Linked DNA regions of Sus scrofa: all the other regions are linked to region 1. A link is a contact called in public Hi-C, HiChIP or PLAC-seq and promoter capture Hi-C data. All regions are on one chromosome and are shown on one strand. Each heading gives the region's core, a stretch centred on a gene start, on an enhancer-like site or on the middle of the called end of the contact. The rest is flanking DNA. Distances are from core to core; before and after follow the strand shown. Region 1 holds the start of MCRS1 (microspherule protein 1). Region 2 holds the start of BCDIN3D (pre-miRNA 5'-monophosphate methyltransferase). Region 3 holds the start of TROAP (tastin). Region 4 holds the start of DNAJC22 (dnaJ homolog subfamily C member 22). Region 5 holds the start of SPATS2 (spermatogenesis-associated serine-rich protein 2). Region 6 holds the start of TMBIM6 (transmembrane BAX inhibitor motif containing 6).

The links. Promoter capture Hi-C pulls out the DNA fragments that hold promoters and counts their contacts. Hi-C and Micro-C count contacts between places; a contact is called where the count stands out from the background. HiChIP or PLAC-seq counts read pairs in DNA pulled down with a chosen protein or histone mark.
Region 2: a Hi-C map of liver shows a contact between it and region 1, with 8 times the contacts expected there. The contact joins the promoter of BCDIN3D here to the promoter of MCRS1 in region 1. A contact is called at or near these places in 1 of 47 Hi-C or Micro-C datasets (liver) and 1 of 2 datasets of contacts at active chromatin or transcription factors (alveolar macrophages).
Region 3: a contact with region 1 is called in an H3K27ac HiChIP or PLAC-seq map of alveolar macrophages. The contact joins the promoter of TROAP here to the promoter of MCRS1 in region 1. A contact is called at or near these places in 3 of 5 promoter capture datasets (fetal liver and liver) and 2 of 2 datasets of contacts at active chromatin or transcription factors (alveolar macrophages and skeletal muscle).
Region 4: a contact with region 1 is called in a promoter capture Hi-C map of fetal liver, with 2.6 times the contacts expected there. The contact joins the promoter of DNAJC22 here to the promoter of MCRS1 in region 1. A contact is called at or near these places in 4 of 5 promoter capture datasets (fetal liver, fetal skeletal muscle and liver), 3 of 47 Hi-C or Micro-C datasets (embryonic fibroblasts, liver and subcutaneous adipose tissue) and 1 of 2 datasets of contacts at active chromatin or transcription factors (alveolar macrophages).
Region 5: a Hi-C map of liver shows a contact between it and region 1, with 1.5 times the contacts expected there. The contact joins the promoter of SPATS2 here to the promoter of MCRS1 in region 1. A contact is called at or near these places in 1 of 5 promoter capture datasets (fetal liver), 4 of 47 Hi-C or Micro-C datasets (embryonic fibroblasts, liver, skeletal muscle and 1 more) and 2 of 2 datasets of contacts at active chromatin or transcription factors (alveolar macrophages and skeletal muscle).
Region 6: a contact with region 1 is called in an H3K27ac HiChIP or PLAC-seq map of skeletal muscle. The contact joins the promoter of TMBIM6 here to the promoter of MCRS1 in region 1. A contact is called at or near these places in 2 of 47 Hi-C or Micro-C datasets (heart right ventricle and skeletal muscle) and 2 of 2 datasets of contacts at active chromatin or transcription factors (alveolar macrophages and skeletal muscle).

What each region holds. Positions count from the first base shown.
Region 1 is chr5:15,524,691-15,528,064 of Sscrofa11.1, forward strand. It overlaps MCRS1 (microspherule protein 1), which reads right to left and starts at 1,877. Exons shown (of 13, transcript XR_002343937.1): 1 at 1,732-1,877; 2 at 104-544.
Region 2 is chr5:15,759,810-15,763,183 of Sscrofa11.1, forward strand. BCDIN3D (pre-miRNA 5'-monophosphate methyltransferase) reads right to left here and starts at 1,836. Exons shown (of 2, transcript XM_005663848.3): 1 at 1,483-1,836. The coding sequence starts at 1,716. NCKAP5L (nck-associated protein 5-like) reads right to left here and starts at 1,592. Exons shown (of 14, transcript XM_013997563.2): 1 at 1,483-1,592. LOC102167177 (a long non-coding RNA gene) reads left to right here and starts at 1,810. Exons shown (of 4, transcript XR_002343941.1): 1 at 1,810-1,911.
Region 3 is chr5:15,299,041-15,302,414 of Sscrofa11.1, forward strand. It overlaps TROAP (tastin), which reads left to right and starts at 1,648. Exons shown (of 14, transcript XM_013988255.2): 1 at 1,648-1,782; 2 at 2,032-2,186; 3 at 2,310-2,496; 4 at 3,315-3,374. The coding sequence starts at 2,043.
Region 4 is chr5:15,320,764-15,324,137 of Sscrofa11.1, forward strand. It overlaps DNAJC22 (dnaJ homolog subfamily C member 22), which reads left to right and starts at 1,726. Exons shown (of 4, transcript XM_005655559.3): 1 at 1,726-2,156; 2 at 2,931-3,374. The coding sequence starts at 3,048.
Region 5 is chr5:15,346,008-15,349,381 of Sscrofa11.1, forward strand. It overlaps SPATS2 (spermatogenesis-associated serine-rich protein 2), which reads left to right and starts at 1,615. Exons shown (of 13, transcript XM_021091602.1): 1 at 1,615-1,925.
Region 6 is chr5:15,672,513-15,675,886 of Sscrofa11.1, forward strand. TMBIM6 (transmembrane BAX inhibitor motif containing 6) reads left to right here and starts at 1,516. Exons shown (of 10, transcript NM_001005348.1): 1 at 1,516-1,600.

The sequences.
Region 1 (3,374 bases), core at 627-3,126:
CCACTTCCCCTACCAGTCCTCTTGGCCCCGCCCTTGCTTCCCTGACACTTGAGGTTTTAAGGTGGGAGTTCCTTGGCCATCCAGATCCCATCTGGGCCCAGACCTTCCACGCTGGGCAGTTCTCCCGGTGCCACGTGTCATGTCGTGCAGCACATGGTGCTCAGGTCAGACTGGTGATGCCGACACACCGGGCTCTGGGCATAACTGCTCCCTCTGCCATCAAAATGCAGCCATGCCAAAGAGCGGCAGCTCAACAGCAAGTCAGTCAATTGTGGCCTCTGCCGAGAGGTACGTGGGTGGTGCTGGCCCAGGGGGAGGTGGCAATGCCCAGCCAGGACCGAAAGACACACGTGCCAGGCACGGGGTGGAATCAGCAGATGCTTGGCGCCCGAGCGTTTGGGGAGCTGGCCCGGCCTCATACTACCTTTGTCCATCCTCTTACAGTCCCAAAGCCACTGGTTCCAAACCACAAGGCTAGGAGGAAGGGTCCCACAGGCTCATCCAAGGATTCTGACCAGGTGAGCTTGGAGGCTGAAAGGAGATTCTGCAAAGGAGAAATGAGGCTCCCTGAGGCTCAGGTTTCCAACTGGCCAGCATCACCCCTTTATACTGGAACAGGTCCCCCAGGACCCCGTAAGCTAGGGAGGACACTAAGAGATGACACACAGGCTCTCTTCTACCAAAACGACCCTGACAAACCAGTACTCTTCTGAAGGTCGCTAACATCTCTGAGTCAGTGACAAAAGGCAGGGACCCTAGAAAATTTACACATTTTAGGGTGTTCACAAACCCCTCTAATTCTACTCATAGCCCCTAGGGTAAGGGCCTTGACTATAAAGCAGCAAGAAACGAGGGATTCTTGGCTTCCTTTTTGTCAGCTGCCCACTCAACTCTAACAGCACCACCCTTCCCCTCTCAGACCAAAGCAGGGACAAGGAAAGGGAGACAGAACTCCAACGAATCCATCTCACTTTTTTTTTCATTTGCAGCTCTGGCTGAAGATTTAGTGGGTGGTACCTCGTGGGAGCTAAAAAAAAGCGGTTTTGGAACTGAGCAAATATCAAACCGCCCTGGAAGGCCCTCCGCTAACCCCCAGAGAGCTCAGGTAGAGGAGACTCAGGGCGCGCCGCTTGCGGGTCCCGCCCCTTTTGACCAGCGCGGCTCTTCCGGCAGCGTCCGGCCCTGCCCCCAGGTGCGCTCGTCACGCCGCTCCAGTGGATACGGCTGGGAATCTTGCCACCTGGGGAAAGGGTGAAGGGCCCCAATTCTGCAGGTAAACTGAGGCAGGGTCTGGACGCCCTTTCTTCTGCCCTCCGCGCCTTGTTCTCACCCCAAGTGCACACCCAAGGTGGGGAGGTTAGTCTAGGTCTATTTCAGGGGCTCGGGATAGGGGTGGCGATGAAGACGGCCCTACAACTCAAAAGCAAAGCACCGAGTGAACCCCGAAGGTCTCGCAGCCTTGGTTTAAGCCCCACAGGCCGATGGTGGGGGAAGGGAATCCACTCCCAGGCCAAGTCTCACCCCACCTTTGGCATGCCACCTTTGCGCATGCGTAACTTCTCGGGCCAGCTTCTGGTCCGATCCAGCCCACGCATGCGCAGATTTTCGGGGCGCTACCTGGGCGGGGCCCCAAACCTGGGGGAGGGGGGTCGTCCCCGATGGCACTCTGGGAAACTCCATTTCACCCTCAACTCTGTTCGGAAGCCCCAAAGGCGAACCGCAAGGTCTCACCATTCCTAGGCTGCCAGCTCCAACAATTTCTCCGCGGCGACGGCAGCAGCCGCAGGGCCAAAGCCGGCTTCCGTGAGCTTCGTCTACTTCCGGGGCTAGGAACTAGGGGCTGCGCAACCCCTTCCGGCTTGCCCGGGCCACGTGAGTAAGGGGGCGTGGCCACGGCAGCGAAGGAGTCACGTTTCGTTAATAGACGAACTTAAAAGCGTTCCCAATTGGGACAGCAAATAGGGAGACAACAGGGGTTATAGGCGTCAGAGAGGTTACCTGGTTGGAGGAAACAATTAAAGGGAAAAACGGGAGTTCCCTGTTGTGGCTCAGCAGGCTAAGAACCTGGGTTAAGAACCCGACTGGTATCCACGAGGATGCGAGGTCCAGCTCCGGCCTCGTTTAGTGGGTTAAGGATCCTGCGTAGCCGGGAGCTGCGGTGTAGTTTGCAGACCGGCTCGGATCTGGTGTTGCTGTGGGTGTGGCGTAGGCCGGCAGCTGCAGCTCCCATTCGACCCCTAGCCTGGGAACTTCCATAAGCTGCAGGTGCGGCCCTAAAAATAAATAGGTAGATAGAGAGATGGACAGACAGATAGGTAAACGGGGTGGAATAGCCTGAGGGGTGAGATCGACTAGGAGGTGGGACAACTTCGGGAGGGGCTGGCCCGAGGGTGGGGCCGGGAGCCAGGCTAAATTTCGGCTTCCTAATCCTGCAGCCTGAGAGATCTATGACTCTTTGATAGTTTCCCAGGACCAATTAGAGATTGTGAGATGTTTTAGAGAAACTACTCTGTGAGAGGGTCTGTGCTAGGCACAGTACAGGGAGATGATGTTGACGAGCTGGAGAGATGTGGCGTATGACATAGGCCGGGAGGTGATGTTTAAGGAACGGGTGGAAGTCCGTGTGCCATTCTCCTAGAAGGTAGAGGCCCTAGGAGAAGAACTGGGGCTCAGTTGGTTCCATCAGCCCAACCCCACCTGGATTGCTGGAGGCAGTTATGGGCCCTGGGAGGCAAGATGACCAACAGAAGCACCTTCAGAGGAGAGTGCTCTAGAATCTTGGGATGGGAGGACAAACCTATAGCAAATGTTGGGAGTTTGGGGGTGTGAGATCTGCCTTGAGAAACCAGAAAGGACTGCCCTCGAAAAGAGGGTTTCTATTTGTTTTATACTTCCTTGGAGGGGCACATAAGTGTAGTAGCTCTAGAGAAACATACTGTGGCTCAGAATAAGAGAGATACAATTCCAAAGCTGTCTACCAGCTAAGGTGGTCCCTTTAGTGGAGGTGTCAAGCATACTCTGATAATTGACACTGCCAGGGGATTCAAGTGTCAGATGGGAGGCTAGCCCTTCCAGCCCTGACAGTGTATGGTATCCCTCTGCTTCAAGAGTCCCCTCTTCAGTTGTGATCTTGCTTAATGAGTATTAACCTGTTTTATCTCCCCTGAAAGATTGTGAGTTTTCTGATACAAGGTGTGATGGACTATATTAGATATAGCATAATAGCTATACTAGGTGAGGTCTCTAAGGAGGTGACAGTTGTTGAGGGACCAATTAGGCAAAGAGCTGGGGTAAGATGACCTGGTCAGAGGGGACAGCATAGCTCCAAAGCAGAAAAGAGTTTGGTGGAGTTCCCATCGTGGCGCAGTGGTTAA
Region 2 (3,374 bases), core at 586-3,085, 240 kb after region 1:
CGGCCCAAAGAAATAGCAACAACAACAACAACAAAAAGACAAAAGACAAAAAAAAAAAAAAAAAAAAAAAAAAAAAAAAAATTCCCTAAATGTACAGCCAGGTTAGGGAACCACTGCCCTTTTTAACTGCAACTATGTCCTTGCCCCTAAGGTGCATTAATACCACTTTCAAAATCTCTCTCGGTTTCCTACTGCCTTTCATGAAATCCCAAGTCTTGGAGTTCTCTTGTGGCACAGTCAGTTAAGGATGTGGCATTGTCACTGTAGTGGCTTGGGTTGCTGCTGTGGCACAGCTTCCATCCCTGGTCCCAAAACATCAGCATGAAGCAAGGGTGGGGGGGGGAAATAAACCCCAAAATAAAGTCTTAAATGCGGTCTCTCTTTTCCTTTGCTTCCTCCCTTTGGTATCTGTATCAATCACAGCAAGGAAATGTTTGCAAGGGATAGACAGATACCCACCCACCGGTTCACTCCAGTTTTTAGCCTAAATGTCCTCCTTCCATTTACCAGCTGTGCCCCTATAGCCCTCAACTCCATACCAAAGTCTCTTCCGCCTAAGGCCAGCAACACAGTAAAATTTTCCTCACCTTATCCGACTCCTAGCCTGGAATGGAGTGATGGTACTAACTTATGAAGCATTTGTAATCACAGGGTCAGAAGGACTGCTCCTCTAGAATATCCTAGTGGCTACAAATAGGTGTCAGAGTGACATTTCCCTGTTTTACTTGTGGACTGACTATAATTATTGTATGCCTAAGAATACTTTGTGGTAAGAAAACGTGGCAATGCCTTCCTCTGGCAGGATGCTTTATTTTCTTTCTTAATGTCACTTCTATACTCAGCCAACTCACTGCTTTTAAAATAAATATCCTCTTGGCTCCAGGGTCCATTCTGCATTGTGTTTCATTCGTGATTTTTTTTTTTCCCCCTTTTTGGTCGTGCCCAAGGCATGTGGAACTTCCCGGGCCAGGGGTCGAACCCGCGCCACAGCAGCGACCCAAACCACAGCAGTGACATCAGCGGATCCTTAACCTGCTGCTCCACAAGGGAATTCTCACACGAATCTTAATTCCAGGTATGATTCTGTCACCCCTCAGTAAACCAATCCCAACTCCATGCTCCAAACGTGAGTGTCGGGAAGCGCCCTCTCCCCCAGCCTGATTGCCAGCCACGCTGGACAGGAGGCAAGCGCCAGAAGCCCAGACACGTGGCCCTTTCCACCCGCGGTTTGGCACGGCGTCTGGGGCGCAGGAATTAGGAACCAAAGTTGAAAATGATTCCTCCCCACGAGTCCTAAAAGAGATGGTGCTGGGATCCTGGAGGTCAGATAGCAGCAGCACGGGGTCGAACGCTATGCCTTTAAAAACTTATTTTGTGAAAGTTGTGACGGATGTGATGCCACGCCCAGGCCAGAACCCCAGTGGACGTGAGGCCGCCAACCTCTAGGCTCAGCCGACGTCCGATCCCTCCCCTGTCACTCACCCCGGAGTTACAACCCACGTCGAGCCCCAGGATCGGCCTTGTCTCGGGACTCTGAGGGAAGAGTCGGCGAAGCAGCTCTGGGGGAAGGAGGCGGAGCCGTTGCTCTGGAGGGTGGAAGCGGGAATAATGAGGGAAATTTCCGAATGGGGCGGCCCCGGGTTCTAGAACTCGTGGTTCCTCTTCTGCCGTAGCCTCGTCAACGCTCCCGGTAGCCTGCTTCCTGGACGCCGCCATGAGTCTCAGTCTGACCTCTGGGTCCCCGCGGAACCGGAAGTCGGGAACCTACGGGCGGGGCGAGCGCCGTCTTGGCTCCAGTGCGCGTGCGCTGAATGACAAAGGCTGGCGGGTAAAACGGTGGCCTACCCTGAACGAGGGCGGAAGCTTGGTGTTGGCGTTCCCTTGTGGGACCCTGGCTGTAACTAGGAGGTGGTTAGTAATATCCTTCCATTTTTCTGGTCGGACAAGCACAGAGAGGTTGAGTTGCTCAGGCTGACATTGTTTCAACTTGGGCTACCCAGAACAAGGAGTTTGTTGGGATTTGGAAATCAGTTTTGGTTCAGCTTCCTTCCTTTACAAATGCATAAAGTCAAAGCTAGAGAGTAGCAATTACTCGTCCAGGGTCACACGGTGAGTCTCTGACACAGGAACTTGCTCCCAGTTCATCCTGTGATTCCAGGAAACGGTAGCCAGGAACTACGGTCATTCCAGGTACCACAGGTGCCCCTATCCACCTGTCCCACGTGACAGTCAGGGCCCAGAAGACCCACATGGCCCTGACTGTCACGTGGGACAGGTGGATAGGGGCACCTGTGGACTGTGAGCTCTTGAGAGGCATGGACTGTACCTTAAGAGCCAGCACTTACAAATGTTTACCCGGCGCCAGACACTTTTCTAAGCCCTTTACATGCATTAATTTTCACACCAACCCTTGTGAAGAAAGGACCATACTTAATATCACCTTTATATTGTTAAGGACTTTGGGGCTCAATGAAGTTAGTAATTTGCTCAAGGTGACACAGTTAGAAATGATAGTACCAGGATTTGAACCCAGGCACTTTGACTCCACAGGATGTACCTTTGCTCTTATCAGCCTTGAAAATATGGTAGCCTATGCCTACCTTAATGCCTGGCCCAAAGAGACTTGATAAATATTTGTTGAAGGAAGACTCCATAACAAATGGGTATTGGGAAATTGGATATTCATATGCAAAAGAATGAAAAGGGACCCTTACACAAAAATCAACTCAAAATGGATTAAGCACTTAAGACCTGAAACTGTATAACTCCTAGAAAAAAATCATAGGGGAAAGGCTTCAGGACTGATCTTGGCAGTGATTTCCTGGATATGATGCCAAAAGCACAAACAAAAGCAAAAATAGACAAGTGCAACTGTGTCACACTACAAAGTCAAAACTATACAGCAATAGAAACCATTGATACAGTAAAAAGACAGCCTATGGAATGGGAGAAAATATTTGCAAGCCATGTATCCGATAAGGGATTGATTTCCAAAAAAATATAAGGAATTCCTATGACTCAAAAGCAAAAAAAAAAAAAAAAAAAAAAAACCCTAATAATTTGATTTTTTAAATGGGCAGAGGACTTGGATAGACATTTTTCTAAAAGAAGACACACATGACCAACAGGTATATGAAAAGATGCTCAGTGTCACTAATCATCAGGGAAATGCAAATCAAAGCCACAGTGAGATATCACTTCACACTTGTTAGAATGGCTATTATGAAAACAAAACCAAAAGACCAGAGGTGTTGACAAGGATGTGGAGAAAGTGTAAAGCTGGTACATTGTTGATAGAAATGTGAAATGGTACAGCCTCTATGCAAACAGTATGGATGTGCCTCAAAAAGTTAAAAATAGAACTACTGCATGAT
Region 3 (3,374 bases), core at 398-2,897, 230 kb before region 1:
ATATTGTAAGCCAAAAATAAAAGGTCACCACCTTCATGGAGGTCTAGCAGGAGATACCAAGTTTAATGCACACAGTATATTATGTTCACATTGATACAATTACAACTGAGATACATGCTCTGAAGAAACATTGTTCCTTGAGAACATGCAACTAAGGAATCTTTTTTTCAGAGGGTGGGCTGTGAGTAGAAGGGTTCAAGGAAGGCCTCTATAACAAAGTAACAGTGAACATCATTTTGGAAGCATGAATAGGCAAAGTGGAAGCAAAAATAGTATTCTAGACAGAGACTAGAAGGCACATGAGAAAGTTGAGGAATTGGGAGAGGCAATGGAGTAGGAAGGCAGAGAACCAGGGGGAATGTGGTGGAAGATGGGGAGCTTGAGTGGTAACATGACCAGATTGGCATTTTGGACAGCGTCCTCTAGCTGCTATAAGGTGAAAAGGATTAAGGTGGGGAGCAAGAGAGAATGGAGGGGTTTGCAATCCTCTAGGTGAGATTGAGGGGAGGTAATGGAGAGGAAGAAAGTAAATGAACTCCAAAGATAATTAAAAAGTAAAATTAATAAGAGTGAAGGAGAGACTGGAAGGGGAGGGGAAGAATTCAAGAATAACTTCTAGGCTCCCCGCTTGTGTGACGGGAACCACTGGTCAGAGTAAGAATCTACCAGAGTCCGGTGCACTCCTTCCCCATTTCTTATCTTCCATTGGAGGTTAACCCCTTCCATTCTAACCAGGGTGTTCTAGGTTCCCTCATTTTCACACCCCTACCTGCCAATAACAGGCAGGTGACACAGGGCTCCTCAGTCCCCAAGGCTTGTAGTGTTGAGTGAGTTCCATTGACACTGTTTTGAGCCTCGGGTCGTATCTGTGAAATGGAGACCACATCTCACAATTCGTAAAACTTGAGTGAAAAAACGGTCGTTTCTAAGTTCCTGTGTGGCTCAGCGTTAAGGAACCCGTCTAGTATTCATGAGAACATGGTTAGACCCCTGGCCCCGCTCAGTGGGTTATAGATCCGTCCTTTCCACGAGCTGCGGTGTAGGTTGCAGAAGTGGTTCGGATCTGGAGTTGTTGTGCCTGTGGCGTAGTATGGCAGATGCAGCTGTAGCTCCATTCAACCTCCAGCCTGAGAACTTCCATACGCCGTGGGTGCGGCCCTAAACCGCTCCCCCAAAAAGAATGTTTAATTTTTATTAGTTTGCTCTCTAGCCCTCTACGCCCATTTGGAAGCAGCTCCTTGCCCAGGCACAACGTTCAGCCATTTCCCCAAAGCCCAACACGGAACCCTGATGAGAGTAGGATTAGGGGCCTCGGCCAGTCCCCAACATCACTAAATCGCCACATTCAGGAGGCCAGCCCTTCCCACAATGCCACGAGACTGGCCCTCGCTGCACCAGTCCCGAAATCTCGCGATAGTACAACGGCGCCCGTTATCTTCCAAACTCGGAGCTCCACGCCTTCCCCGGCCTCAGAACTGTCTCCTCCTTCCTCTTTCCCCGCCTTCGGTCCCGCGCTCCGCTCTCAGATTGGCTGGTTAAGTCGGGTCAGTTTTTTTTCCTGGCCAGAAAGCGGCTCGACAACTAGTCCTTCTTTTGGCCCCGCCTCTGAAGCTTGGCGATTGGACAACTAAGACATGCGTCAAATGCCTCCGCGGGAGCACGGAGAAGCCAATCAGGAGCTTGGCGTATTTTACAAATTGGGGAAGTACCTGCTGCAAAAGCAGAGAGAGTCCGGGGAAAAAGCCGAGAAAGTGGGGGCGACCCTGAAAGGTTCCGAACGAGGTGCGGTACCGGGATCTTGGAAGAGATAAAAGCTTCGGGGAAACATAGAGAGGAGAGGCAGCTTGGGGTCGTAGAGCGAAAGAATAGGCTCAGAGTGTCAGGGGGTGACACCCAGAAAAGCGCCCTTGCAGGAGCCAGGTTTTCTGGGCGCATGGATTTGGGCGGAGGTGGGAATATCAGGGATGTCAGGTACTAACTCCTGAACTGGCTGACCTTCGATCCCCGGTCCTGCTTTCTTCTCCATCTTAGCTGTAGCCGTCATGACCACCCTCCAAGCCACTAAGGATCCTCTCCTCCGGGGTGTATCTCCCACCCCTAGTAAGATTCCTGTTCGCTCCCAGAGACGCCCGCCTCTCCCCACAGTCAAACCCTACGCCCTGGGCCAGGAAAACCAAGATCCAAGGGTAAGGGGACCGGGGGCGGGTGGGGGGGGGTTGGCGGGTGAAGGCAGCAGCTACAACGAGGCAGCACACACCAGCAATGCACCCCAAAGCTGAGATCCAGCTTTTTCTCTTCCCCTCCCCCAGAGATTGGTGCAGAAGGTCAGTATTCAGCGTCCCCTCGTTGACTCAGCAGGCCCCAGGCCAAAAGCCACTCGTCAAACAGATCCATCAGAGAAACTGGTAGGGAGCACTCAGCTCCGGAACCCTTTGAAGGAGCTCAGGCCTAGCCCTGGGGGACAAAATGTGGACCCTAGGCCCCCAACCCAGACAGGTACTTGTTGGAGGCTTGAAAACAGTCTCCTTGACTGGGTGGGAGAATGGGTTGAGCGCGGTGTGGTTTGCGGGCTTTGCACCCCCCGGGTCTCCCGCTTACTCTAATTCCTAGTCCTTCCTCCTGGAAAGCTCTCTGCTCTTGGATGTCCTTTCCTTCCTTCAGCAAACTCTCATCTCTTCTAAAGCCTTTTCCAGCTCTCCCAGTCACAATCAATCAATTCCTCTGTGGTTCTAATGCTTTGCTGTACGTCTTTTATTTTTATTTATTTATTTATTTTTGTCTTTTCGTCTTTTCTAGGGCGGCACCCGTGGCATATGGAGGTTCCCAGGCTAGGGGTCGAATCGGAGCTGTAGCCACCAGCCTACGCCAGAGCCACAGCAACATGGGATACAAGCCAGGTCTGCGACCTGCACCACAGCTCACAGCAACGCTGGATCCTTAACCCACTGAGCAAGGCCAGGGAGCAAATCCGCAACCTCATGGTTCCTAGTCGGATTCGTTAACCACTGCGCCACAACGGAACTCCTGTGCTTCTTTTATAACCTGTCCGTACTTTGGCTTGGGTCTGTTACCTCTCTAGTTTGATGATGGCTTGTTGAGGATGGGGGTTTGTCTTCGTCATCTCTAGGCACTGGTGCCTGGAATAGTGTCTAACACAGAGTAAAGTTCTGTGAATATTTGCTGAGCTGAGCTCAATTATATGTGAGCCTCTCGGCTCACTCTGGCATCCCCAGGTGGCCATGCGGGGCTCCCTGCCCCCTCAGCCTTCCCTCTTCCTGTTCCTCCTCACCTTTCTCTCTCCTCTTCCCTTGCAGAGGCTTCAGGGACTGTAGAGTTTGTGGCTGACCCTGCAGCCTTGGCCACCATCCTATCAG
Region 4 (3,374 bases), core at 476-2,975, 200 kb before region 1:
GGTCTCTGGATTCACCTGCCCGCCCCCGGTCCGCTAGCGGGTAATAATACTCGACCACGACCCCCACGGCAGCTCAGACCCTCCCCTCCCGCTTCAGCTTGTCAGATCCCCCACTCCCCACCCGGCGCCAGTTTATAGAACAACAATTTGGGGAAAACAATCCGGGCCGAGTGACGGCCCCGTAATTGTGACAAAGTGAGTGCGGGCGGCTGGAGAGAGCGCTAGGGCGGGAGCGCGGCGGGGCGAGGCGCAGGCAGGGGCGCCTCCCGCTCGCCCCGCCGCCCTCGCGTTCACATTCCGGTCATCTCCCATCCCTCTCCTTGACTCTTCTCCAATTCTTCTTCTCCCGGCTCTTCGCGCCTCCCTTCTCTTGTTCCTCCATCGCTCTTCCCTTTCCTCTCGGTAACGGCTCTTCTCCCGCCCCTGCCCCGCCGCAGCCCCCTCCCCGGGGCGCCTTTTCCTCTCTCACTTCTCCCTCTCTCCTCCGCCCCCCCACTTGTTTCTCCATCTTTTTCTCGCGCTCAATCGCCCTTGGGGCCCTGGCTCGCACCTCACAACGCGCTTCTCTACCACCCGTGTCCAGGCTTCCTGAGATCGAGCCCTTAGCCCCCTTCCCGGCCCCCACTCGCTGGGAGGCCGGAGCAGCCCAGCACCCAGGGGTTCTTCTAGCGGCTCGCGGCAGCCCCGGGGCCCAGGCGGCCTGCCCTCTTCCCTCCCCCTCCCGCCGCTGCCTCTCCAACCCCTCTCCCTGCGCCCAGAGCTAGTTTGTTTGTCCAGCGGCGGCTGCTGCCGCGCGAGCTGTTTGCCGAGCTTAGCGCGCCGCCGCGCACTGGCGGCCCAATTAAGTCTCATTCATTATTCAACGCCCCTTCGGCCCCCGCCCCCCAGCTGGCGGCTCCGGCGTCGTTCCGGGGTCCCTCACAGCCCTGGCCCCTCAGTGAGCCCTAGGGGGCAATATGCGAAGCCGCATTCCCTCCCCAGGCCGGGATAAAGACTGAGGGGGCTGGGAATGTGGAGGGAACAGAAACTGTCTGTCGACTGCAGGGAGGCCTTCCAAACCCACTCTACCCCCAGGTCAAATCTGGGGGACCTGGGAGATCCCCGCGTTTCCTTTACAGAGGAGGAAACAGGCCCAACAAATAGCAAGACTTGGCCAAGGTCACCTAGCAGGACTGGAGACCACGACACTGAAATGAAGGCACTTGCGTCCCCCTTCCATCTCAGCATCGAGGCAGGAGGACGCAGGCTGTTCTGGTGGGGAGACCGTCATTCCCACCCCTTTTTCTCCCGGAACTCCCTTTCGCCAAAGTCAGGGAAATACAGAGGATTTGGTGTTCCTGAGGGATGGGGAGGCTCCTCGGGTCTCAGGTTCAGATCTAAATGTAGCGCCCCCGACTGACAGGCCTGGAGGCAGGGCAGGGAGGCTAATTCCACCGGACAGTCCGTCTCTACAGACAGCCTTAGAGGAATTGGAAGTGGAGCCATCCAAGGCACCGGGGCAGTGGAGTACGGAGAAGGGAGTGTAGCCTGAGGTGAGGGAGGAGTCACATACCTATTGGTGGGAGTGAATGAGAGCGATCAAGCGCTGGTCTGTGCGTTTATAATGGCCCAACCGGGGCTTCCTTGCTGGGGCAGTTGGGCCAAGGTGAGCCTGGAGACCCGCCCGTCACGGTCAGCGCGCAAGCGGCAGCGCCACCTGGTGGTTGTGGTGTCGCGGTGCAGGTGCACTCGGCCTGGAGTGGGCGCCATGCAAGCCAGGTTGAGCTTGGGGAGGCTGAATACGCAGCGGAAAACCTTAGACGAGCCCTACCTTGAAAGGTGATCCCTACCCGGGCCGGGAGGGCCTTGGGGAGGGGCCTGGCCAGGACGGCCCGACTTCCGTGACACGGCAAACACAGAAAGACAAAGTCCATTTGGATGGAATCGGAGCGGAGAGAGAGGGGCCATTTTGACTCTGGGGTCAAAGGGAATGACCGATCTACTGGGGTCCGGGAGCGGAGGCACCCAGGTATGGCTGCTCACCCTGGGACCAGCAGGTGGTGGCTCGTGGGCGTGCCCCCATTCTGTGTAGAGGAGAGACACTGGCAGGCACACTTTGGCATCTGGTTTGATATTCTGGGGGTTCGTCTGGTCGCTGCGGCTTCTGAGAGACTCAGGTCTGTTCTGGAAGGAGGTGGACGAATTGTAGGGTGCCAGGGTCTAAGGTCAAAATGTAGTTTTCCAGAGCTGGAGGGAATTCAGAACCTCTTGCAACTTTGGCTTGTGGGAAGATTTCCTCTTCTGGAGAGATGGGAGACTGGAAAGGGGCTAAAACCTCTGCCAACTGAAGGCAGCCCTCTCAAGAGTGGAGAAGCCTGCGGCGAAGGGTGTGTAGCAGGGGACTTTAAAAATGTGTAGGAACTGAAGATCAGTGGGTTAAAGGATCAGTCTGTGGTGTAGGTTGGCAGCTGTAGCCCTTTTATTTTTTTGGTCTTTTTAGGGCCGCACCTGTGGCACATGGAGGTTCCATGGCAGCTGTAGCTCTGATTTGACCCCTAGCCTGGGAACTTGCATATGCTGAGGTGTGGCCCTAAAAATAAAACGTGTAGGAACTTTCGAAGGACATTGTATTCACTCCTATTCACTCCGCCCCCCAACCCATGTGTCTTTCCAGGAGGTCAGTGGTCTGAGGAGAGGTCTGAAAGTTAAACTTCTGCTTTTTTTGTCCATGTACTGAGTTCTTGGTTACTCAGCTGAAAGCATTTAAAACATTCCTCCCCCTTAAATTTGGAGTCACTGTGGTTGTGAAAAGCAGAGATGAGGTTCTAGACGGAGGGTATGGGAGAACCACAATTTCAGGGACATTCAGGAAGATTAGTATTGGAAGGAAAAATGGTTACTCTGTTGGGACCTGGATATAATCTTATGACCGCTTTTTTCCATGACTTAAGGTCCAAGGATAACTTTGGGGCCATGACTGCCATGATTCTCACAGTGGATCCCGGATTTCTGCATTCCAAGCAATGGCAGGTGCCACTGGACTTGTTCTGAGAACTTTTTCCTAAAGGATGGCCAAGGGGCTCCTGATGACCTATGCCCTTTGGGCTATAGGGGGCCCTGCTGGGCTCCACCACCTGTACCTGGGGCGGGACAGCCATGCACTGCTCTGGATGCTTACCCTGGGAGGGGGTGGGCTAGGCTGGCTCTGGGAATTCTGGAAGCTCCCAAGCTTTGTAGCGCAGGCCAACAGAGCCCAGGGGCAGAGGCAGAGCTCAGGAAGGGGGACACCCCCTCTGAGCCCCATTCGCTTTGCAGCTCAGATGATAGTGGGCATCTATTTTGGCCTTGTGGCTCTCATTAGCCTTTCCTTCATGGCCAGCTTCTATATTGTGGGC
Region 5 (3,374 bases), core at 365-2,864, 180 kb before region 1:
CCCTCCTTGAGGATAATGATCTAGTTTTATTCTGTTAAGTGACCCACATCTAGAACAATGCCCACTGCTCATTGGGTGATCAATTTATCTAATGAAAAGAGAACAGTTTTACTTCTATTTGAGTCTTTGAAAGATTCAGTAGTAAGCAGCACATGGTATACTGCCCTAACTAGTGGGATGACCTACCTAGTCCTTTTTCTTTAGATCTGTAAATGATATGGGTGGATTAGGTTAGGCATTATTTAACTAGGGGCCAGTGGGCTCCAGAGGATTTTTGATCCTTCACTCCTTGCAAAGTTAAAAACCAAAGGACCTGATGACTTGGCAGAGATTACACTATTCCATTACTTGTCCTGAAACTGTAATAACAAATCTGTGAAAACCAAAACTACACTGTTTCTGTGGTGCCTATATACGCTCATATACACTCTGGCTTGTCATTGGTGCCTGTCCAGAGCCCCTTTTGCTTTGGTCTCAAAAGTTAAGAACACGGGGACAGATTCTTAATCACATTTTCAAGGTTGATTGCCTAAATACCCGACCTTTAAGCCACTCCTAATCATCAACCCCTTTGGCAATGCGGTGAGTGCTTCACACGTGAACACTGTCTAGAAAGGTGCACAATTAGAAATGGTTCTGGCCTTGGGGTGCTTGGGAAACTAACCACGAAGACAGAAGAATATTTAACATAAAGATTCGACCGTCAGTGTAACTGACCACAGCCGCCTAAAGGGATGCAGACAACTCAGTAGACTAGAAATCCAACGAGGAAATGGACTTGGGCAGTTGTGTCCGGGGTCATGGCAGAGGTCCCTCAGTTTGCTCCCGAAGTTATCCTCTGCCCAGCTGGGGAGGTGCACTGCTCCCCACCAACTCCTTACCAGCCTGTATGGATTCCCAGGAGGCTGAGTGGCTACGGAATCAGGACATTTCCCGTAGTCAGTGGTTCTGAAATGGCCTTTTGGAGTAAATCTTGGGTCGGGACAGAGGCAAAAGTGAAAGTGGTGTTAAGCTGTTGGGGCAGAGTCGTGGCACGGGAAGCGGGAGAAGCCTGGGAGACCAAGTCCCCGCCTGGACCTAGAGAGAAAAGCCCCTCTCGAGGTTCCCTTCGAGGCGGCCGCCTTCGGCAACCTCCGGGGAGTTTCGGCTCTTTCCGGCAGTTCCAGCTCAGGCCCTCTACTACCAGCACGCGCTGTGCCCCCCACCCCACTCCGCCCGGCTCTTTCGGGGCACGGGCCATTCTGCACGAGGGCACGATCTCTTGCCCCACCCGTCCTCACGTCCATCTACTTTGTTCCCTACCTATTCCTCCTATCCCTTCCCTTCCTCGTTCTTCCCAATCCCCGGACATCCGAGCTCCCTCAACTCGGGTGCCCGGCCCGGCGGGCAGTGCGAAGCGCGAGGGACCGGTCCACGAGAGGAGCGGTAACCCGACGGACTGGAGGCGCCTCTCTCCGCGAGCTTCCCCGCGCGCAGCTCCTCGGCTGGCCGGCCGCCTCACGCCTCCCTCGCGCACCGGTTGGCTGCAACGGCCTCGAGCTCGGCGCGCCGAGTTCGCGCCGGCGCGAGCACGCGCCCTGTGCGCTGGCTGGCCGGCGCGCACGCGCCCGAGCGGGCTGCGGGGCGGGGCGAAGAGCTCGAGCCCCGGCGAGGTCGGTGTAGATCCGCTGGCACTTCGGCCCCCAGCCGCCGCTGCGATTCCCAGCCCGCCACCCGGCTGAGGAGGGTAGCGAGGAAAGGGGCGGAGGGGCGGGGCGGCGCCCGGCTCCGAGAGAGCTGGGGGAGGAGCGCGGCGGCGACGGAGGTGGCTCTAGAAGAGCCGGAGGAGGCGGCGGAGGAGCTCCTTTCCTCTTCTCAGACCCCGGAGCGTCCCGGACGCAGAGCCGGAACTGGGGGGACGCGGAGACTGCGGAGGCCCGGGGTAGGTGAGGCTGAGGGTGCTGGGCGGAGGGTTGGTGGGGGATGAAGAGGGGCACAGAGGTGTAAAGAGCGGGCTTGAGGGAGGGCACGGGGGAGGGGGCAGTAGTTGGGGGTTGGGGTACCGAGAGGAGGGGGATGTGAGTCCTTGGGACCTGGAGTGCCCAGATGGTGAAAGGTTTCTGGGGTCAGTGGGGCGGGCGGAAGACACCGGGTCCGAATTGGGGGGTTTCCAGAAGCATAGGCCGGGGAAACAATGGAGTGAGGGGGGGACTCTTGGTGTGAGCTTGTGTGGGGCACTGGATTTTAAGAGACGAGAGATCGAAAGGCATGAAAGAATGGATCGTTTGGTATGAGAAGTACAATGAATTGAGAATTCATCGGGGATGCGTAAGGTCAGCTGTGTGGCTATCGGAGGTTCTTAGGATTTGGAGGCAAAGTAGGATTTAAAAATAAGAGATAGAAGGGCATTCTTGGAATTGAGGAGGGGCGGGAAACGGAACGGAAAATAAAGCAAAGAGGGGCAGAGAAAGAAAATAAATGCGGTTTGGATTTGAATTAAAGCGGAAGGGTAAATCCAGTTAGAGAGTATAGGGTAGGTGGACTGGAGTGGCATTTTTCTCCTAATTCATCCAGGATGACTGGCTTCTTTTAGAAGATGGATCTTTCTCTGGCATGTCCCTCTGCCAAGGAGTACAAGACACTCTTAATAATATGGTTATCCTGTGTAGTCCATTTATTTCATTGATAAAACATGCTTGTAATATTTCTTTCCCCTCTGTATAATTTACCTGTGGTTAATGAAGCAAGAGAGGACAGACCACTAAAAATAGGAATTGTGCTTTGAGTTTAGTTATTGATAATGCAGAGTTTAGGATGTTTGGGAGAGAACCACAAGTTTGTTTTTATTTAGCCTTGATAAAATCTAAGTTACTTGTACTTTGTTAGAATTACAGTTTCTCGATGAGAAATGGTCACGTACCACCTGCCACTGGTTTTATGCTTGTGAGAGCATTTGGGTTCTGCCTCAAGAAATTCTTGATGCCGATTTCAAATTATCAGGCTGCCTTGTACCTTCCAGTTTGAATTAAGGTGATTTGAAAATATTGTGGGGAAGTATTTCTGGGGTTATGATCTGTACATTTCCTTGATATGTGGATTTCCAGACCAGATTTTGAATGGTACTAGATATGACTCCTGATTTTGAAATTGTAGTTACCATTATGTGTTCATAAATAGTCCACATAAAGCTTTTTATTTGTTGGGCATTAAGTTTTGCTGACTCATCTAAGATTTCTGGGAATTTTTTGGTTTATATTTCTCAGCTAGGTCTTGCATAGTAGCATTAGACTATAAAGGTCCAAAAATATCTAAATTGTCACTTTTATGTTATAAAAACTGAATAAAGCGAAGAGTGCAGCTTCCTCATTAGTGATAATGAGGCTCTTGATTGACCT
Region 6 (3,374 bases), core at 266-2,765, 150 kb after region 1:
GGGAGAAACACCTCAAGGAAGACTGATGATATATTTTCTCCCACTCCAGTGGAAGATTCAGAGTAAACACTAGATTGCACTAGTAAACACTAGATTGCACTACAGAAAAATGTTTACTGCAGATCTGAATGTGTACTGGGAATCATACCCTGCACATTTGTATTCTTTATGGAAAAGATGGCTAGTCTATCCATCTAGAAAGCAGTTTCTTGAATCCTGCATTTTGATTTGATCAAATGCTTAGTCTAAATTTCTTCCCTTATTTTGCCAGAACCTTTTCTGTCCATGGTCTTGTTTCCTCATTTGCTGTTTTGTGCAGCTGGAAACATCTACAGTTGTATGGCTGTATTTAAGAAAAAGAATACAAAATTATGTAATAAAATCAGTATTTAGAGTAAGAAAATAAAACATTACAGGTTTTAAAAAATTTTTAATTTTTAAAATTGAAAATTTTTTTAATAGTGATCCATTACAGATTTTAAAATGCTGACAAAATACAAATATCACACAACCCCACAAAACCACATTATTATTAACTGCCTGTTAACCACTATAAGCTCTTTTTTCTTTTTTTTTTTTTTTTTTGGCTGCATACGCTTTGCCTCTTCGTATGACCATGCTGTATTATTTATATAGAGATGTTAGATAAATTAGCAAAAAAGTTTTGGAAAAAAAATTTGACAGTGTAGAAACGTTTTTTAAGCAGCTTCACAACTCCTTACTCTCAGTTCTTCTGTAAGTGTTGCTTCTTGGAGACACGTCCCAAGGCGCTCCAGCCCTTTTTCTCCCTTGGCTTAGTTTCCTCAGAGCTGCTGGGGCAGCTCAGCCAGATAGCTGCCCTACTCACCCCACTACTACCGCCTTCCCCAGAGCAAAGTGGATGAGGAGGTGGCAGCCCACTGGCCCCGCCCACGACTCCAGGACCACAATCTGGGCCAAGAGGGTGACCTCCAGGAGTACATTCGTCTGATGCAGGACTGGGGCTGCTAATTCCTCCTCCCCCCGTTCCTGAGAAATTCTCTGAGCCTTCAAAGATGTTCTGAAGTTTAAGCTTCACAAGGTTCACGGTAAATTGAGAATTTACCGTGAAGCATTCCCTATGAGAATGCTTTTCTATGTGTTCTCTGAATCTCTTTCCCCTTTTAGCATTCTACGACAAGCATAAAACCCAAATCCCAGGACTTTGCAGAGCTATTCCATCGCTTGTGGTGGAGGCTGCATTACTTGCCTTATGCCTTGGGTGGGGCCTCCCCTCTTCTCTTTGTCCACTAGAGGCGACTTCGGACTACGACCCTGCCTTACTATGCTGGAAGAAGGCGGAGGTCTTTTGCTACGCGCTGTTTGGCTGCCAGAGTCTTGATCGACAAGGGCGTTAAGCAAATGGCTCTGAAGTAAGCAGCCGTTGTTTATGCACCTACAGCCAACAGAAAGGCAGAAGAGCAACCATGGCCAATCAGGACTGGCCTCAAGCGGAACTCGGGGGCGGGGCTTCCCTCGAGGGGCGGACGCAAGGTAAAGAGTCTGGAGCGGACCCTGGGAGAGTCAGAAGCACATCCGGTGTTAGAGGAGCTGTGTGAGCTCTTGAGAAGCGGGTTAGAAGGTACGTCTGAAGCTAGGACTGCGCAAGCCTGGATTGAGAAATGGAAAGGGGATTAGTTACTTCTTGAGCAAGAGTGGGAGTAGTTTCCGTTTTCAGACGGACCGCACCCTGGAGGAACTGGGCCCTGCTGGGCGGCGGGACTCCGGAAAGCTAGGCTGGGAGGGGAGGAGTTGGGGAACTAGTACCGCGCAGGCGCAACTGTACCGGAGTGGGGGAGGGGCGGGGCGAGTCTGCTGGGTCTTTGGGGGTGTCGAGGCGCTCAGTCGGCTGGGGAGCGCTGGCTAAGGGCCTTTTTTGGCCGGAATTGCTTCCCCCTTAGTCCGCGTCTTTCCTCCTCCTCCGCCAAGTGTAGACTCGGAGGCTCTTTGGCCCAGGCCCAGCTTCGACCCCCTTAATTCAGGGCACGTCCCCTGCGCCTTTCTTCCGGGGAGAATGAAAGCGAAACCTCACGGGTTTGTGGTCATCCCCGCCGCTCCCGACAGATCGCTGGCCTGCTGGGGGTCCTCTGGCTGGGCCGCCTCTGGGTGAGCGGTGGGGGCCGGGACTCAGGAGGGCCTGGTCCGGCAAGCTGCCCTGTCACGGCGGAGTGGATGATGTCACACTCCTCTGTGACATGCTAGGCTCCTTCGTTACTTTGAAGCCAACAGCAGAGGCGGGAGGTGAGGAGAGACCCGGGCTAGGCCTGGCTTGCCAGGCCCGCTGGACGGCCCCGCTCTGGTCTGATTGGTTACCTTTGGACAGGTGAGGTGGCCTTGGCTTTGCTGGTCCTGAGCCCCGTGGGCGGCGTCTTTCCCAAAGTCCGGTCAGGAAAGGCGTTGTTGGGCGGTTTCTTGGACCTACTTGCTGGAGCTGTGGTATTTTCGTGTGTTTGTTAAGTGAGGAATTGCAGCCCCGTGCCAGCCAGGTTACATTGCTTGCCCCATCAACCTTTCATCGACCAAACAACAACAAAAACCTTTCTGAACTTGAGACTCTGTTTTAGCAATAGTTAACTAATGACTGTAACCTGGTGGAAGAGCTGACTGTACTTGAAACAAAGATTTCAGGTTAAAGGTTAATGGCGAATGGGCTTTTCTAGTTACTTTTTTAAAAAGTTTTATCGAATTATAGTTGATTTTAATGTGATAATTTCTACTGTACAACAAAGTGAGTCAGTCATACATATACACATACCCATTTTTTGTCAGATCCTTTTCCCAAGTAGGCTATTACAGAATATTGGATAGTCTAGTTACTTTTTGATACTTATTCAAGTTTATCTTTTGGTCAAATATGTAGTTTTAAGAATTTAGTTCAAGAAAGATCAGAGTTGCCTAACCACATTTCTTACGGCTTCTGCAAACATGCTTAGTTATGTATTAAATTTACTCTCTGGTGTTTTCTTACTCGTCCTTGTCTGGGATGTTTTATTGTTGTTCTGGCTTCAAGAATATCTTGGCATTTAGATTTTCTGCCGTTTTCCTTCGGGGTGGGGTCAGAATAGTTGAATCCTTGAGAAAGTGCAGTCTCTAGTTTGGATTCAGAATTTTCTTATTCATCTTATTGTGGAAACATGGCTTAGTACCCTCTTTCTTCCTTTCTCCTTTCCCCATTATTGATCCACTGCATTCTCACCTTCCTAAAGAATAAAATTAATCCAGATACTTAGCATTTCTGAGTTTTTTTCTAAATATGCATATGGTTCATGCTTGCTGTAGAAATGATGAAAAGTACAGAAAAAAGTATAATAGGAATCAGCGTATATTTGTTGTTGTTAAGATTTCTCTTGACCTGT